Regions from separate parts of the Mus musculus genome. Here regions 1 and 3 are each linked to region 2. Evidence: chromatin contacts called from public promoter capture Hi-C data. All regions are on one chromosome and are shown on one strand. Each heading gives the region's core, a stretch centred on a gene start, on an enhancer-like site or on the middle of the called end of the contact. The rest is flanking DNA. Distances are from core to core; before and after follow the strand shown. Region 1 holds the start of Nicn1 (nicolin 1). Region 2 holds the start of Dcaf1 (DDB1 and CUL4 associated factor 1). Region 3 holds the start of Mon1a (MON1 homolog A, secretory traffciking associated).

Evidence for each region. Promoter capture Hi-C pulls out the DNA fragments that hold promoters and counts their contacts.
Region 1: a contact with region 2 is called in a promoter capture Hi-C map of neural stem cells. The contact joins the promoter of Nicn1 here to the promoter of Dcaf1 in region 2. A contact is called at or near these places in 3 of 39 promoter capture datasets (cranial neural crest, neural stem cells and pre-B cells) and 1 of 9 other capture datasets (liver).
Region 3: a promoter capture Hi-C map of pre-B cells shows a contact between it and region 2, with 4 times the contacts expected there. The contact joins the promoter of Mon1a here to the promoter of Dcaf1 in region 2. A contact is called at or near these places in 2 of 39 promoter capture datasets (the C10 cell line and pre-B cells).

What each region holds. Positions count from the first base shown.
Region 1 is chr9:108,287,392-108,291,762 of GRCm38.p6, reverse strand. It overlaps Nicn1 (nicolin 1), which reads right to left and starts at 1,320. Exons shown (of 6, transcript NM_025449.4): 1 at 1,101-1,320. The coding sequence starts at 1,232.
Region 2 is chr9:106,819,423-106,823,459 of GRCm38.p6, reverse strand. It overlaps Dcaf1 (DDB1 and CUL4 associated factor 1), which reads right to left and starts at 1,536. Exons shown (of 24, transcript NM_001373930.1): 1 at 1,369-1,536.
Region 3 is chr9:107,885,593-107,889,465 of GRCm38.p6, reverse strand. It overlaps Mon1a (MON1 homolog A, secretory traffciking associated), which reads right to left and starts at 1,337. Exons shown (of 6, transcript NM_028369.3): 1 at 1,064-1,337.

The DNA.
Region 1 (4,371 bases), core at 71-2,570, 1.5 Mb before region 2:
TCTACAGAGTGAGTTCCAGGACAGCCAGGGCTACACAGAGAAACCCTGTCTCGAAAAACAAAAAGCAACAGCAAAAAAGAAGAATAGTAGGATCCTGCACTGGAGGGGTTTGGGGAGCCTAGAGTACCAACTGCCATAGCAGTAGTTTCCATCTCGATGCACACCAGCATCACCTATGGAACTTAAACAAAACAAAACAAAACACACAAAAGCACAGATATCAGGACTAGAGAGATGGCTCAGCAATGAAGAGTACTTGGTGCTCTTGCAGAGGACCAGGTTTGGTTCCCAGCACCTACACGGCACCTCACAGCTGTTCATAACTCCAGTTCCAGAGGATTCAGAACCTTTTTCTGGCCTCTACTAGTACCAGCCATGCACAAGGTATATATGCAGACATGCAAAAACAACACTCATAGATTTAAAATAAAGCTTTTTTAAAATAAAAATATTAAATAAGTAAATAAAAATATAGATGTCAAAGATCCACCTCAAACACACTGACTCAGATTTTCCAGGGTCGGATCAATTAACTAGGTTTCCCCAGATTGTTGGGAAGCAACATCTTGCGAGAGAATGACATATTGTAATACAAAGCACATAGAGCCAAGAGGGTGGGTAAGGGAAGGATGCTATGCCATTAGAGGTAGCCTTTGTCCTGTGTTGAGGTCATGCAACGCCCTGTCACTGTCAGTTGAAATGGAAGAACAACTAGGGATTGGAAACAAGTCACCAGGAGGACCTAGATGAAGGCTAGGTTGCACCTGACCTGTGGCAGGGGCCACTGGAATGGTACGTTTGCATCATTGTTTGACGATTGCAGCTACGGCCGAAATCAAATATCCTCTCACTTGTACTGAGATTCAAATTGTAGTTCCAGTGATATCCTGGGCACTGGGAAGAGATGCTGAAGAGGATAGGACGGGAAACTCTAGTCTATTTAATAAAGCTTATTAATAAAGACTGTAAATGCTTCTGAATAGGCCCAATTCGCAAAAGCAAGAGACACTGTAGAAGCTGTGTAAATGCCTAGGAAACGCCCAAGTTACTAGGTATTCCCCGCCCAGAAGCCTTGATCGCTTATATGGGGGGTTGCTCACCTCGAAAGGCGCGATGTTGGGAAAAGTGACATCGACGACCAGCACGCCAGGCCGACCTTGAGAGGTCCTCATGTCGCCCACTTGCAGGGCTACAGTGCTTTTCACATGACAGGGCACCAACACACGGGACATGATTTGGGAGATTACAACCAAGCAAAATCACCGCTCACAGTCTCCATCCAACCACTAGCTCTTATTGGCGTCCCTTATCAACCAAAAGAACTACAACTCCCAGGCCACATAACGTTTGTAACAGTTCAGCCAATCACCGATGATCAGGGCGGGTCAAGAGTCGGAAATGTCAACGGAAGTTCTTCTTCAACCAATCATCCTCGCGTCTGTAAGTCCCTCCCGGGCTGCTCCGGGCAACCGTCGAGCCGTTCTTTATCCAAAGGATCCAGAATGCTTTGGGCTGTCTTATCCCTCACTTAAATTCTGCTACTTTATTAGGTTAAGATGTATAAAACAATCAGGCGTTTAGTGTCACTCGCTTTCAATCCCGGCACTTGGGAGGCAAAGGCAGGCAGGTCTCCGAGTTCGAAGCCAGTCTGGTCTACAGAGAGTTCCAGGACAGCCAAGGATGTTACACAAAGGAATTATTTCTCCATAGCATCCACAAGATCCATCTGGGTACAACCCGAGGTATATGGCAACTTAAGGGATATGGCACCTTTTCCTGACCTCGGAACTATGGTATTTTTAAAACTACAAACCAGATCAGGTATATTGGTGCAAGCCTTTAATCCCAACATTGAGGAGGCAGAGTCAGAAGCAGGTGAATCACTGAGAGTTTAAAACCAATCTGATTTACAAAGAGAGTTCCAAGCCAGTCCTGTCTCAAAAACAAACAAACAAACAAACAAAGTGGGGTCACAAGGTATTGATTCACTCCTGTAATCCCACCAAAATTGTAAAATTTAGTTAAGAAATAAAATGCCAGGCATTGGTGACACTTTAGTTAACCCAGCACTTGGAAGGTAGAAGCAGAATCGGTAAGATCAGAGGTTCAAGGCTAATCTCATGAATGTAGTAGGTTTCAGGTTAGCTTGGGCTATGTGAGGCCCTAGCTAAAAAAAAAAAAAAAAAAAAAAAAAAAAAAAAGCAAAACAGTCAATAAATTGATTGACCGGAGAAGAGGCAAATACTTGGTTTGGGATTTGTTTATTTTTTGAGACAAGATCTCACTACAGATGTAGATGAAGCAAACCTCAAATTCAGAGAGATCCATCTGCCTCCATAATTCTGGGATTAAAGGTATGTGTTATCATGCCAACCTACCAAGTTTTCCTTTTACATTTTATATTGAGGCATTTGGGAACATTAAAGAATCTGAGGTGTATGGTCAGGAATTTCAGTCCATGCAGCAGGAGAGATGGCTTAGCAGTTAAAAGCCCCTGCTACTTTTCCAGAGAATGAAGTTTAGTTCCCAAAACTCCCATCAGGCTCCAATGAATGCCTGTAACTTAAATGCTCTCTTCTGGCCTCTAGGGAAATTTGAACTTATGTGTACATACCCCTACACAGCCCCTTGTGCATTGCGTACACATAGCTTAAAATTAAACCTAGCAGTGGTGGTACACACTTTAATCCCAGCACTCAGGAGGCCGAGGTAGGTAGATCTCTCTGAGTTTTGAGGTCAGCCTGGTCTACAGAGCAAGTTTCAGGACAGCCAAGACTACACAGAGGCACCCTCTCTTTGTGTATGTGTGGTGGGAAGAGGGATTCCTGGGAAATGATCCAGTGAGTAAGAGCACTTGCTATGCAAGCTTGAGGACCTGAGTTCGAGTCCCCCAAACCTCTGTTAAAAATAAAAGAAAGCTGGGCACTACTGTGCATGTCTGTAACCCTAGCATTTGGCAGGATGGAGAAGAGGATTCTGGGAGCTCAATGGCCAGCCAGCCTAGCCAAATAGGGAGATTCTGGTTCAATGAGAGACTGTGAAAGGAATAAGGCAGACAGGCATAGAGGAGGACACCCAGATCCTTCCCTGACCTCCAAATGTTGGAGCACAGGCATGCGTACCCACACATACACACACATTGTACCAAACACAACATATATCCATAATGCACAAAGAAATGTTTAGCTAAGATTTAAGCAATATTTTTTAATTAAACGAGTTACTGAGAAGTAGCATCATGATAGATATAAGCCAAATTGTACTCTTGTTGAAGAAGAAATTATAAAGAGCCATAGTTACTGGGCTAAGCTCCTACACTATTTCCTGATAGTCTAGGCTAAAAATAAAAATGGAATCACTCATACTAAAGATCCACGTCACCATGATGAAATTAAACTGTTTACCTGAATTTCCAAGAAGTTAGGATTAGAAAAATAGCAGCCAGCTTTCCCAAACAGACCAGTTTGCATTGGCACAATAGTATTCCATCTGCCTCAACCCAAACACAAAAATGGTAACATAATGTGAACTGTTTTGTTTCTCTGTATCCACTTTATACTGCTTTTGTTTCTGTTTCTACTCTCTTTAGTCCTTTTCTATGAAGCTGTAATGGGTTGTATATGCTCAGCCCAAGGAGTGGCACAATAAGAAGGTGTGGCCCTGTTAGAGTAGGTGTGTCCTATGGGTGTGGGCTTTAATACCCTCATCCTGTCTGGAAGACAGTATTCTGCTAGCAGCCTTCAGGTGAAGATGTAGAACTCTCAGCTCTGGGCTGGTGAGATGGCTCAGTGGGTAAGAGCACCCGACTGCTCTTCCGAAGGTCAGGAGTTCAAATCCCAGCAACCACATGGTGGCTCACAACCATCCGTAACGAGATCTGACTCCCTCTTCTGGAGTGTCTGAGGACAGCTGCAGTGTACTTACATATAATAAATAAATAAATCAAAAAAAAAAAAAAAAAAAACTCTCAGCTCTGCCTGCACCATGCCTGCCATGTTCCCACTTTGATGATAATGGACTGAACCTCTGAACCTGTCGGCTAGCCTCAATTAAATGTTGTTCTTATTACAGTTGCTTTGGTCATGGTGTCTGTTCACAGCAGCACAACCCTAACTAAGACAGAAGCCAACCTCTTATGCTAGGTTTTGGGTTTTGTTATGTTTTATTTTGTTTTCTTTTTGAATCTTCTTATATCGCTCTTTAAGTTCATGATCCTGGGAAAGATCTGTGCCATCACACACAAATATCATGCAATAATGTAGCTGTTTCGGGTTTCTTTTTTTTTTCTTTTGTTTTTGTTTTTGTTTGTTTGTTTGTTTGTTTGTTTTCAAGACAGGGTTTCTCTGGGTAGTCCTGGAACTCACTCTGAAG
Region 2 (4,037 bases), core at 287-2,786:
CTGTAGACCAGGCTGGCTTTGAACTCAGAAATCCGCCTGCCTCTGCCTCCCAAGTGCTGGGATTAAAGGCATGCACCACCACCATCCGGCTGGTTTACACTTTTAATCCCAGTGCTCGGGGAAGCAGAAGCAGGCAGATCTGAGTTCGAGGCCAGGCTAGTCTAAACTGAGTTTCAAGGCAACCAAGGCTACACAGAGAAACCCTGTCTCAAAAAACAAAAACACAAATCTTGAGATCAGACTGAAATGTACATATGCTTATAAAAGCCTTGAAGGTAAATGCCAGTAAATCCAAGGAGAAAAAAAGCCTTCAAAAGCTTGCAATAGGAAGATAGTGCTACAATAAGTTAAAACGTGCATGCTACTTAAAAGTCTTTGCCTGAAAGTTAAAAAAAAAAAAAAAAAAAAAACAGCAAACCCGGCAGTGGTAACAGACGCCTTTAATTACAATACTAGAGGCAGAGATAAAAGGATATCTTAGTTCGAAGCCAGCCTAGACTACAATGAGCTCCGGGAAAAAAAAAAAAAAAAGAGCAACGTAAGATAAACAAAAAACGAGTCATTTGTTCCTCAAAAACTACTACTAGACACACCGCAAGAGTATTTCCTCATCAAATGTTAAAACCACAGCAGTAAGAGGAAACGGACCGACACTTTCTAGGAACAGAAGACAAAGTATGGCAAATGCCCTTGAAAGCCCAACAAACAACTAAAAGCCCTCGGAATAAGCGCTGGGGAAACCTGGCAGGCAACCTTAGGTCAGACTCTGGGCGTCTGGACACCCACATACCTCTCTCCCCGTCCCCTCGCTACTGCATTGTACAAGTGGGAGGGGTTCCCGCCGAGCTCCGCCCCCTCCCCGGTCGGAGAGCCGGGAGGGTGCAAGTGGGAGGTGGCACGGAGCCGACCGAGGGAAAAGCCCGCCCAGGTGACTGAGGCTGGAGGCGGGGACACCGTTCCTGAAGGGGTCCGCCGGGCGGCATGGGAAAGAAGATGCCCCTCGTCCCGTGAGGGACAGAGACTTGGAGTGGAAGAGAGAGATTCAAAGAGCACCTCCTTTAGGTAGAGGCGAGCATCCCCTGCCCTCCACACCCCGGCGGAAGAGTTACTCTAAAGAGGCTTCTTTACAGGACGGGAGGAAGGAGCCGGAGGCCCCGCCCCCGGGCCCGGGCCCGGGCTCGGAAGGAGAGCCTCGTCAGGCCCCGGGCCCAGCCGCCTCGGTGGGCTCGCCCAGCCCCTCGCCGCCCGCAGCCGAAGCAGGTGCCGCCCCTCCCCCCAGCGCGGCGCCCACTCTCCCGCCCAGCGGGCCGCGCGCTCGCTCTCCTCGTGCCCCTGCCAGAGAGCCGGCCCCTTCCTAACCCCGCTCACCTTCGCGAGCGGCTCCGCCGCTTCTCCCCCCGACCCCTCCAGCGGCCACGGTTCTCACACACTGCCTCTGGTCCCGCACTCACTCTCCCTCACTCACTCACACACACACATATACACACACACAGCGCGACCACGGCTCCTGAGCGGCCCACATATTATGCGTCACTCGCAGGCTACGTACTGGTCGCGCGCGCACTCAGCGCGCGCGGGTGTGTAACGTTGGCGCGAGGCTCCGGAGCGGGGAAGGGGGAGGAGCCGAGGGACATCAAAGCGCTCCTGGGAAATGAAGTTTCCGCGTTTAAGGGCGGGGGAGGGATGATGGCGCTAGACCTACCATTAAGCACCACCTCAGCGCATTGACTTCTGGGATTCGTAGTTTTCTTTAAGGCGGAAGTGAAAAGTAAAGGAAGGAATAGATCTTTCTAAAAGCCCGGGCTGCCCGAATTTACTTAATTCTACCCTGTGTCATCTAAGGGCTCAGTAGGACACTGCCACATCAGGCTCGGAAGGATGCCAGGGTCAAAGAATGCATTTCACACAAATGTATTCAGAAACAACTGTACTCGTTAGAAATTCGTCGGTTTTCCTTTGTCTTTCTGTTAAAAACATATTCGACAGGAATCAAAAAACATCAGTTACCATGTATTATATGTGAGGCAGAAAAATGAAAGCCCTTTGGTGAAAACAACTAATCACGGAGGCCATCTAATTCAATTTATCAATTTTAGAGTTAAGGAAAATGAAACCCACAGTAAATGACTTGCCTAACTTCACAAACCAAAGGGAAGCTGCATCGGAAGGATCTGGTTTTGACCCAGCGATTCTGTGTGATAACATGGAAGATTACGATAACTCCACAATTGAGCAGAATCTTGACAAAACCTACCCAGACGTCAGGATTCATGCAACTCACTATTGTTCTTGGCATTCTGAGCGAGTTCTGTGCGTTTCCATAGAGCGATTACAGCCAATACGTTCTTGTGGAAATTATAAGACACTGTGGACCTCTTGTCATGATCAGATTCTACGGCTGTTACTAAGCCTGTATCAGAAGAGTGGTAGTGGCAGTGGCGCATGCCTTTAATCCCAGCACTTGGGAAACAGAGGCAGGCGGATCTCTGAGTTCAAGACCAGCCTGGTCTACAGAGTGAGTTCCAGGACAGCCAGGGCTACAGAGATTTCCCTCTGGAAAAAAAAAAAAAAAAAGCAGGAAGAGGAAGGGGAAGAAGAAGAGACAAAGAAAGAAAAGAAAGAAAAGCAAGCAAGCAAGCAAGCAAGCAAGCAAGCAAGCAAGCAAGCAAGCAAGCAAGCAAGCAAGAAAGAAAGAAAGAAAGAAAGAAAGAAAGAAAGAAAGAAAGAAAGAAAGAAAGAGAAAAGCAGCAGCCAGTATCTTAGGGCTTAAATCCACTACCACCCTACCCCCACCCACCTGAGCACTTCGTTCCTTCCTCACTCAATTATGTGCTTGGAGTAACAGCTGCTTGAAATACAAATTCTAGAGGGTGAATAGCAGTGCTACAGGCATATAACTTGTAATCACGCTCTTGCTACAACACAGCTTTCTCCTGTGCATCTGAAATCTTGTCTCTTGAGCTATAATGACCATTATTTATTTAGACTCTATAGCAGACTTGAATCAAATGGTTTTTTTTTTAAGATTTATTTATTTTATGTGAGTAGCCTGTCACTCTCTTCAGACACACCAGGAGAGAGCATCAGATCCCATTACAGATGGTTGTGAGCCACTATGTGGTTGCTGGGAATTGAACTCAGGACCTCTGGAAGAGCAGTCAGTGCTCTTACCTGCTCAGCCACCTCTCCATCCCTAAATCAAATGTTTTAATTACACTCATTATTCTCAACACCAGGGCAGATAAGGCTAGCCAACTTTATGGAGGAGAAATCAAAAGTAGTAATGTTGAATGAAGAGTTTCGCTGGGCATGGTGTCACATGCCTTTAATCCCAGCACATGTGAGGCAGAGGCAGGTGGATCTCTGAGTTAGAGGCCAGCCTGGTGTACACATTGAGTTCCAGGATAGCCAGAGCTACATTTAGATAGATAATGCCTCAAAACAGACAGACAGACAAAAAAAGATACAGATTTGGGGGCTGGAGAGAGCCTAACATGAAAGAGCATTGGCTGCTCTTCAGAGGACCAGGATTTGATTCCCAGTACCCAAATGGTTTCACAACCACCTGGAAATTCAGTTCCAGGGGATCAGACGCCCTCTTCTGGCCTCTGGGCATCATACATGCATGGAGTGCACCTACATAAATGCAAGTACAACACTTGTATACATAAATAAATCTTTAATTTTTTTTTCAAGACAGAGCCTCGATATCCAGCTCCAGCTGTCCCGTACTCCCCTGTGTAGACCAGCTCTGGCACTGAAATCACAGACATTCCCCTGCCTCTGCATTCCAAGTGCTGCAAATAAAGGCGTGTACCACTGTGACCAGCTACATTTTTATCTTAAAAAAGAGAGTTCACAACACCTAAAATACTATTTCAGGCAGCTTTCCTGCCATATCTTCTTGGGCTATAAGCCCAAAATGTAGAGGGATGGCTCCTCCAGGTATCCTCAATCCCTTGGATACCTTACCTCTTCCTGTGGTCTAGATGCAAGAGCCCTTGTGAGGACCCAAAGCCCAGTTCATCAAAGCAGGA
Region 3 (3,873 bases), core at 88-2,587, 1.1 Mb before region 2:
TTTTTTTTTTTTTTTTTCCACAAAAGTTCTCCTTCTATGTGAGATCATATAGCATTTTTATCCTCTCCAAGGTCAGTCTGGGGTTCCAACCAGAAGGCCTGGTGAAGCGAACCGTTTTCTGGATACCCACACACTCAGGCAAGAAGGCTGAGTGGAGCAGATAAAGCCCACCTCCCACCTCCAATAGACTTTGATTTCTGCAGCAAGTGCTCCTGGAAAAGCTGGTCCTGAGCCGTTATGCAAGGGAGGTGTCTGAGAACAGCTCCAGTGGTCTCTACAGGAACACTTTTTAGGCAGTTCCTCTAAGTGCTCCCAGGGCATGCAACTTTTCCTAGAAGCCTCTAGCAGAGCCTATGAACAAAATCACCAAGAACAAAAACAAACAAACAAACAAAAAGCTGATGCTGTCCCTCCTTCCAATGCGCCTCCCTCCTTCAGATTGCTCCTGAGAGAGGAGGGTCTTGCAAAAGCCCCTCCTTACTAGCTTCAAACAACCTTGATCTTTTTTCCTGTTCTAACAGCGCTTCAAATTTGATCTTGACCCCTTTGGTCCACTTGGGAGGACGACTCAGAAAGTCTGACAGTCAGGGCTCAATTGGGACTGTGATGTGGCTGCTTCAGCAGGATGCCTCCAGGATCTACAATGAGCCTAGTTCCTTGTCACCTCTAGAGGCCACTCCCCTTCCTGACAAAGGCTGCTCACAGTTCCCAAGCAAACTCTACCTAGAAAGGGTTGGCTCACCCTTTCAGACCTGCCTGCCTCGCTCCACCATCCTCCTTTTAAAGAGAACTCTGTGGGCCGAATATGTCCGAATTGGGGGTTGGTGTCTGCTGCCTATGGGACATTGCTCTCCCGGCCAAAGGATGAGTTCTCGCCTCATCTTTCTTAGTGCCTAGCTGGGACCAGCCGGCTAAAGGACCCCAAAGAGCCGCAGTACCCCTATCGGGGCAGTAGATGGCCGGGACACCCCCCCCCCCTAGTTTTCAAGCCCCTCCCTCTAAAGATGACAGCTTGCCCGCCTCTCGCCGCCCCCAGGCCACGTGGGTTAGCAGTCGAACTCACCTGTTTCTTGGGGAAACACAGGACCTACCGAGGGTACCAGTCACTGCCCTCTGCCAGACCCCTGGGGAGATATAAGTGTCCAGCAGTGCCTGGCCTCAGAGTGCAACTTCGCGGGGCTACCGCCCCTGGAGGATACAGACATGGCCACAGCGGAGGAACCGATCTCTCCTGCCGACCCTTAACCGGCCACCGGCGCAGGAAGACAGCTTTCACCGGCCTCTGGTGGCGGAGGCCCGGTTCCAGCCTCTTGGCCAGCCCCAGCCCGCCCCTGTGTGCATTGTGGGAAATGTAGTCCGTAACTCTCCGCAGCCTTAAAGCTGCGGGAGCGGTTCCGGGCTCCCGAGCCTGGCGATGCCAGAGGCGGGGTCTGACCTAGGACCCGGGTTGCCTCACCTGGCACCGCCTTCTTCCGTGTCTTAGAGGCGGGTCCTCTACCCTTCCCCCCAAACACCCACTAGATGTTTACTTTAAGGGACCAGAACGAACGTCAGTATTTCCCCACCGATCATGGAAAGATGATAAGTTTAGGGAGCTGGATAAATGCCACTAGTGAGCACAACCACATAGACTGTACAAGACGCGGACGTGTTGAAAAGACTCAAAAATTGTTGCTTAAAAAGACCTTAAGTCTGGTCACAGTATATTATTTTAAGGCAATAGAAAGCACAATTCTCAACAATTCACATAAACTGACCCGGGGAGCTTTTAAAAAAACATTAATGCCTGGACACTATCCTATAGATTTTTACTTAATGGGATGAATGTGAGGTACGAGGCATCGGAGTTGTTTGAAAAAGCTCCTGGGTGATTTCTAAGGGCAAGGAACCACTGCTTATAATTTCCTAGACACAAAGTAATAAAAACAGGAAAACAAGTTTTCCCAGCAGCCCTTATTTCTGGTGAATAGTTTGAAGAAGCAAAATTAGGGAATGGCTAGTATTACTTATATTTTATCTGAAGCAATTTGCTTACTTTTCAAGCTTCATGGTTAGTCATCCCAATAGTTCTGAGATAAAGGACAAAGTCAAAAACCTCTGACTTTTCCTTGCAGTTTGACAGGCTCCCTAAGGAGGTCGGAGAAGTTGGGGATCTCTCTCTTCTCTCTCTTCTCTTCTCTCTCTCTCTCTCTCTCTCTCTCTCTCTCTCTCTCTCTCTCCCTCCCTCCCTCCCTCTCTCCCATGCGAATTTGAAATCTGGCTCCATAATACTGGCATATGTGTGCTCTCTCTCTCTCTTTCTCTCTCTCTCTCCCTCCCTCCCTCTCTCCCATGCAAATTTGAAATCTGGCTCCATAATACTGGCATATGTGTGACTGACATGATGACAACCTGTGACCTTTTCCTGGAGATAGTTTCCACAGGGTTACCAGACCCTTAAATGCTGGGTAAGGGAAGCGTCCCATGTGAGAGGGAGTTCGTTCCTTTGCAGTGGAGACTGAGAAGGGGAGTGGAACTTCTCCAAGTCTCCATAGGTCTTTCAGGATTTCCTCTCTTTGCTTGCTCTGGCTTCCAGGTTCCTACCTTGAAGCAAATATAATTTATACAAGTTTTCCCTATATACTTCATTTCATATTATTTCACTATACGAGTCTAAAGTAAGAATTTTTGAGCAGGGCGGTGATGGCTCACCCCTTTAATCCCAGCACTTGGGAGGCAGAGGCAGGCAGATTTCTGAGTTCGAGGTCTTCTTTTGTGTGCATATGTATGTTCTGTGTTCATGTATGTGCAAATATGTATGGGAATATGTGCAGGGGTGTGTGTGCACATCTTACGTTGGGTGTTGTTCTAATCAGCTTCAGTTCTCAACTTGACACAGTGTCTGTGGGGAATTGTTTCAGTTGTTAATTGATGCAGGAGTGCCCAGCTCATTGCAATTAGTGTTATTCCCTGGGCAGGTGGTCCTGGGCTACTCAGCTTGAGTGAGCCAGCAAGCAACATGGGTTCCTTCCTGGTTTCTGCTTCAAAAGTTCCTGTGCTGAGTTTCCTTAAGGATCAACTGTGGCCTGTGAGCTGAAATCAGTCCTCTCCTCCCCTCAGTTGCCTTTGGTCAGAATGTTCTAGCACAGCAGCAGAAGGAAACTAAAACTTCCTTGACATTGTCCCACTTTTAGGTCTCATGGAGCCTGGAGTTCACTGGTTGACTAGACTGCCTTGGCCAGCAAGCTCCAGAGATCCACCTGTCTCTGTAGCCCCAACACTGAGGTTAGAGATTCCCACCTCTGTGTTTGGCATCTCCCTAGGTACTGCTCATGCTTGTATAACAAGCACTTAGCCGGGCGTGGTGGTGCATGCCTTTAATCCTAGCACTTGGGAGGCAGAGGCAGGCGGACTTCTGAGTTCGAGGCCAGCCTGGTCTACAGAGTGAGTTCCAGGACAGCCAGGGCTACACAGAGAAACCCTGTCTCGAAAAACCTAAAAAAACAAAAACAAAAACAAAACAAAAAAACAAGCACTTTACCCATGAGCACTCTACAGATTAAGCAGTTCTTTCCCCCAGTCCTCATTCTTGCTCCCAAGAACAAAATCCCCATCAGACATGACAGAGTCTTTATTTACTGGGATAAGCTGGTGAGCATGCATCTCTAAGGTGTGTGCTTAGGCACTATAGAAGCAAGCCACTATAGCTACATCTGTTTGTTTGAGGACAGGTTTCCTGTAGCCAATGTTGGCCTGCACTCCTTTTCCTCCTGTTTCTACCTCCAAAAGTGTTGATTACAGGTGTACCACTGCAATAGGTGGGATTTTTTTTCCTTCTGTACACAAGCAGGTGGGTGTCTGTCAGTCCCAGGCTAGCCTTTTTACAAAGGGAGT